Linked DNA regions of Canis lupus: region 2 is linked to region 1. The links are chromatin contacts, called in public Hi-C maps. All regions are on one chromosome and are shown on one strand. Each heading gives the region's core, a stretch centred on a gene start, on an enhancer-like site or on the middle of the called end of the contact. The rest is flanking DNA. Distances are from core to core; before and after follow the strand shown.

Region 1 (2,536 bases), core at 12-2,511:
GTGGGGGCAGCCCCCCTCGTGGGCGACGCGGCTGGGGCAGGGGGCCCGCGGGGCCGGCGGGGAAGCGCGGGCTGGAGCGGCCTCCCCGCCGGGGCACGTCGGCCGCGTTCGCGCTTAGGACCCAGCCAGCTGCCGAGCAACCGGCGGGGCCGCCGGGAGGGTCGGGGACGGCGCTTCCCGCCTCCTGACTTCAGGTCGGGACAGTGAGGAAGGGGGGAGCCGGGCCGGCGCCCGGAGGGGCGAGGGGCCGGGGCCGGGCAGGGGCAGGGGCAGGGCAGGGGCCGGGGCCGGGGCCGGGGCCGGGAGCGCGAGCCCGGGGAGGCGCGGGGAGGCGCGCGGGGCGGGAAGACCCGGACACACCGACTCTCGCGCCGCCTGTTTCCTGAAATCCTGGTGGGACCGTCGCCCTGAGCCCCCCCCGCCCCGCCCCTCCACCTCTGCGGGCCCTCGCGCCCCTTCCCCAACTCCGCGGCCAGCACCAAAAAAAGTAAATCAACGTGAAGTTTGAAGAAGAAAGAAAGAATCGTAGTCTTAGTGCTGTTTACCCACTTCCTTCGAAAAGGCGTGTGGTGTGACCTGTTGCTGCGAGAGGGGATACAAAGGTTTCTCAGTGGCTGGCAGGCTGGCTGTGGGAGCCGCCTCCCCCCTCCTCCCCCCCTCCCCCTCCTCCCCCCCTCCCCCTCCTCCCCTCCTCCCCCGCGCGGCCTGCGGCGCGGCAGGCCCCGCCCCCTTTCATGCAAAACCCGGCGGCGAGGCCGGGCTCGAGTGGAGGAGCCGCCGCGCGCTGATTGGTCGCCGGAAACCCATTTATTCCCTGACAGCCCCCATCACATGGATGGTTGTCTATTAACTTGTTCAAAAAAGTATCAGGAGTTGTCAAGGCAGAGAAGAGAGTGTTTGCAAAAGGGGGAAAGTAGTTTGCTGCCTCTTTAAGACTAGGACTGAGAGAAAGAAGAGGAGAGAGAAAGAAAGGGAGAGAAGTTTGAGCCCCAGGCTTAAGCCTTTCCAAAAAATAATAATAACAATCATCGGCGGCGGCAGGATCGGCCAGAAGAGGAGGGAAGCGCTTTTTTTGATCTCGATTCCAGTTTGCTTCTCTCTCTCTCTCTCTCTTTTCTTCCCCCAAATTATTCTTCGCCTGCTTTTTCTCGCGGAGCCCTGCGCTCGCGACACCCCCGCCCGCCTCCCTCCTCCTCCTCCCCCGCCCGCCCGCCCGCGGGCCCCCCAAAGTCCCGGCCGGGCCGAGGGTCGGCGGCCGCCGGCGGGCCGGGCCCGCGCACAGCGCCCGCATGTACAACATGATGGAGACGGAGCTGAAGCCGCCGGGCCCGCAGCAAACTTCGGGGGGCGGCGGCGGCGGCGGCGGCGGCGGCAACTCCACCGCGGCGGCGGCGGGCGGCAACCAGAAGAACAGCCCGGACCGCGTCAAGCGGCCCATGAACGCCTTCATGGTGTGGTCCCGCGGGCAGCGGCGCAAGATGGCCCAGGAGAACCCCAAGATGCACAACTCGGAGATCAGCAAGCGCCTGGGCGCCGAGTGGAAACTTTTGTCGGAGACGGAGAAGCGGCCGTTCATCGACGAGGCCAAGCGGCTGCGAGCGCTGCACATGAAGGAGCACCCGGATTATAAATACCGGCCCCGGCGGAAAACCAAGACGCTCATGAAGAAGGATAAGTACACGCTGCCCGGCGGGCTGCTGGCCCCGGGCGGCAACAGCATGGCCAGCGGGGTCGGGGTGGGCGCCGGCCTGGGCGCGGGCGTGAACCAGCGCATGGACAGCTACGCGCACATGAACGGCTGGAGCAACGGCAGCTACAGCATGATGCAGGACCAGCTGGGCTACCCGCAGCACCCGGGCCTCAACGCGCACGGCGCCGCGCAGATGCAGCCCATGCACCGCTACGACGTGAGCGCCCTGCAGTACAACTCCATGACCAGCTCGCAGACCTACATGAACGGCTCGCCCACCTACAGCATGTCCTACTCGCAGCAGGGCACCCCTGGCATGGCGCTGGGCTCCATGGGCTCGGTGGTCAAGTCCGAGGCCAGCTCCAGCCCCCCCGTGGTTACCTCCTCCTCCCACTCCAGGGCGCCCTGCCAGGCCGGGGACCTCCGGGACATGATCAGCATGTACCTCCCCGGCGCCGAGGTGCCGGAGCCCGCCGCCCCCAGCAGACTGCACATGTCCCAGCACTACCAGAGCGGCCCGGTGCCCGGCACGGCCATTAACGGCACACTGCCCCTCTCGCACATGTGAGGGCCGGACAGTGAACTAGAGGGGGGGAGACATTTTCAAAGAAAAACGAGGGAAATGGGAGGAGAGTAAGAAACAGCATGGAGAAAAACCCGGTACGCTCAAAAAAAAAAAAAAAAAAAAAAAAAAGTCATCACCCGCAGCAAATGACAGCTGCAAAAGAGAACACCAATCCCATCCACACTCACGCAAAAACCGCGATGCCGACGAGAAAACTTTTATGAGAGATCCTGGACTTCTTTTTGGGGGACTATTTTTGTACAGAGAAAACCGGAGGGGGG
Region 2 (2,536 bases), core at 24-2,523, 880 kb after region 1:
GAGAAGCAGGCTCCAGGCAGGGAGCCCGATGTGGGACTTGATCCTAGGACCTTGGGATCATGACCTGAGCCAAAGGCAGACGCTCAACCGCTGAGCCACCCAGGCATCCCCTTTTTTTATTTTTTAATACTTTTTATTATGAAAAAAGTTTAAACCCTGATTGTATAAAGCAGTTGATGAAATAATAGGAAAGACAACCGTCACAATAATAGATAAATGAACAACACCAAAAAGCAATCGACAAAACAAGAAATTCAACTATCTTACATTTATTCACTCAATCAGCAAATATATTTATTGAGTGCCAAGCATGTGCCTGGCGTTACACAAGACACCAGGTCTATATGGTGATGAGCAAAAAAAACCGCCCTACTCTGAAAGAGCTCTTAGTATAACATTAAACCTGACTCATAATCAGAGAAATTCAAAATAAAATAATGTTTTATCTATTGAATGTCTTCGATTTACATCCTATAAATTTGGCAAGATGCACTACGAAGCTTAAAATTTTTCGTGCGCTTTGTGCTGGTAATTCCATACCTGGGTATTTTGCATCAGAAAGATGCAAAAAGATTTTTGAACAAGTATGTTAATTGTGCTGTTTACAATGGTGGAAGCTGAAAATCACCTCAACGCTCCACAACTGAGAATTCTTTCTGAAATATTTAATATCATTGGAAAATCCTCAGCAAAAAAAAAAAAAAAAATGTGGTTGAAAAAAATCATGCTACAGAACTGGAGACAGAGCAGGATATGGATGCGTGGGTGGACATCTATACACACACACACACACATATATATGTATGTATGTTTTCTACATTTCCTACAGTTAAACTATCTAATAATTAAGAATAAAAAGCTTTTAAAATAACCAACATGAATGCTTCTGACAGCCGTGCCATCAACGTAATTTAATTGCCAAACAAGCCGTCTGAATAGGCTCCTTTGAATGCTCACAGTCTGGATACATTTTGGAGCGCACTTGGCCCAAGAAAATCTGCCGAAAGTTGGAAGCAGCGCACCCCCGTCTCCACTACTTGAGCAATAAAATGCCTTTTCAAAGGGAGGCTCCCAGTTGAGCTTGACATTCACCTCGGCCTTTATAAGGTGACACGGGCCGTGAACTCACTTAAGACTCCGGCCGGGGACCTCCTGGGGGGCCGGGACTCGCCCCCCCGCCCCCCGCGGCCCGCAGACGGCAGCGCCCGGGAGAAGCCCCGCAGCTCGGCGTCCTGCCTGCGGGCGGCCCCGCGGCCCCGGGCTCTCGGCACCCGCGAGGCGGGCCTGTGCCGGCCGAGGGTCCCGACCACGTAAGCGCTCGGCGGTCGCTGGGGCTCGGGGCGAACCACTGGCCCTCGCCGAGGGCCGTCCGCGGCGCCTCCACGTGCGGCGCGAGGCAGCCCGCGGCTCCCGCCCGGCCCGCCGCCCCCAGGGAGCCGGAGCCCAGCGGGAAGGCCGCCCCGCCGCCCCGGCCCCTCCCGCGCCCGGCCCCCTCCCCGCCGCGCTCCCTTGGGCTTCGGCGCTCGGCCGCGAAGCCACCTTCCTCCCGCGCCGCCCGGCGAGCGGCGGACAGAGGCCGGGCCCGGGCGCGCATCGGCCGCGGGGCGCGGGGGCTCCTGGCCTGGGCCTGGGCCTGGGCCTGGGCCTGGGCCTGGGCTGGCGGGTCGGGGCCCGCGCTGGGAGCCGTCTGCGCGGCGTTCCCGGCTCGGCTCGGCTCGGCTCGGCTCGGTCTCCTTCTCTTCTCTTTTCTTTTTTTCCCCTTTCCTTTCCTTTCCTTTCCTTTCCTTTCCTTTCTTTTCTTTTCTTTCTTTTTCTTTCTTTCTGCTCTTCAGTGTTTTTTCTTTTTTCTTTTCTTTTCTTTCTTTCCTTTTCTTTTTCTTTTCTTTTTCTTTCTGCTCTTCAGTGTTTTTTCTTTTTTCTTTCTTTTCTTTCTTTTTCTTTTTTCCTTTTCTTTTCTTTCCTTTTTCTTTTCTTTCTTTTCTTTTTCTTTCTGTTCTTCAGTGTTTTTTCTTTTTTCTTTTCTTTCTTTGCTTTCCTTTTTCTTTTCTTTCTTTTTCTTTCTTTCTGCTCTTCAGTGTTTTTTTTTTCTTTTCTTTCTTTTTCTTTCCTTCTTTTCTTTTCTTTCCTTTTTCCTTTCTTTCTTTTCTTTTTCTTTCTTTCTTCAGTGTTTTTCTTTTTTCTTTTCTTTTTTTTTGCGAACTTAAGTTACTTTAATTCATTTTCTTTTCTTTTCTTTCCTTTTCTTTCTGCTCTTCAGTTTCTTCTCTTCTTTTCTTTTTCTTTCTTTCTGCTCCTCCGTGTTTCTTTCTTTTCTTTCTTTTTTCTTTTTCTTTCTGCTTGTCAGTGTTTATTTTCTTTTTCTTTCTTTCTGCTCTTCAGTGTCTTTCTTTTCTTTCTTTCTTTCTTTCTTTCTTTCTTTCTCTTTCTTTCTTTCACTAGAAAAGGTGAGCGTGGCCCCTTTGAAGGTTTCCTTTAAGAAGGTGAAAAACAAATTCTAACCCCCCCCCCCCCCCCCCCCCCCGCCCCCCATCCTTGT

Evidence for each region. A called contact is a pair of places that touch in the nucleus more often than the background predicts.
Region 2: a Hi-C map of amygdala shows a contact between it and region 1, with 15 times the contacts expected there. The contact joins the enhancer-like site here to the promoter of SOX2 in region 1. A contact is called at or near these places in 2 of 9 Hi-C or Micro-C datasets (amygdala and skin fibroblasts).

Annotation. Positions count from the first base shown.
Region 1 is chr34:15,025,389-15,027,924 of UU_Cfam_GSD_1.0, forward strand. SOX2 (transcription factor SOX-2) reads left to right here and starts at 1,262. Exons shown (of 1, transcript XM_038583467.1): 1 at 1,262-2,536. The coding sequence starts at 1,290. The coding sequence ends at 2,258. The region is part of intron 10 of LOC119867493; the gene reads left to right.
Region 2 is chr34:15,901,143-15,903,678 of UU_Cfam_GSD_1.0, forward strand. No RefSeq gene overlaps it. Among named protein-coding and RNA genes, the nearest start is that of ATP11B, 73 kb to the right of the region's middle. Within about 2 kb of position 1,274, at least 3 of the 20 cell types and tissues checked have an H3K27ac peak or open chromatin away from gene starts, as enhancers often do.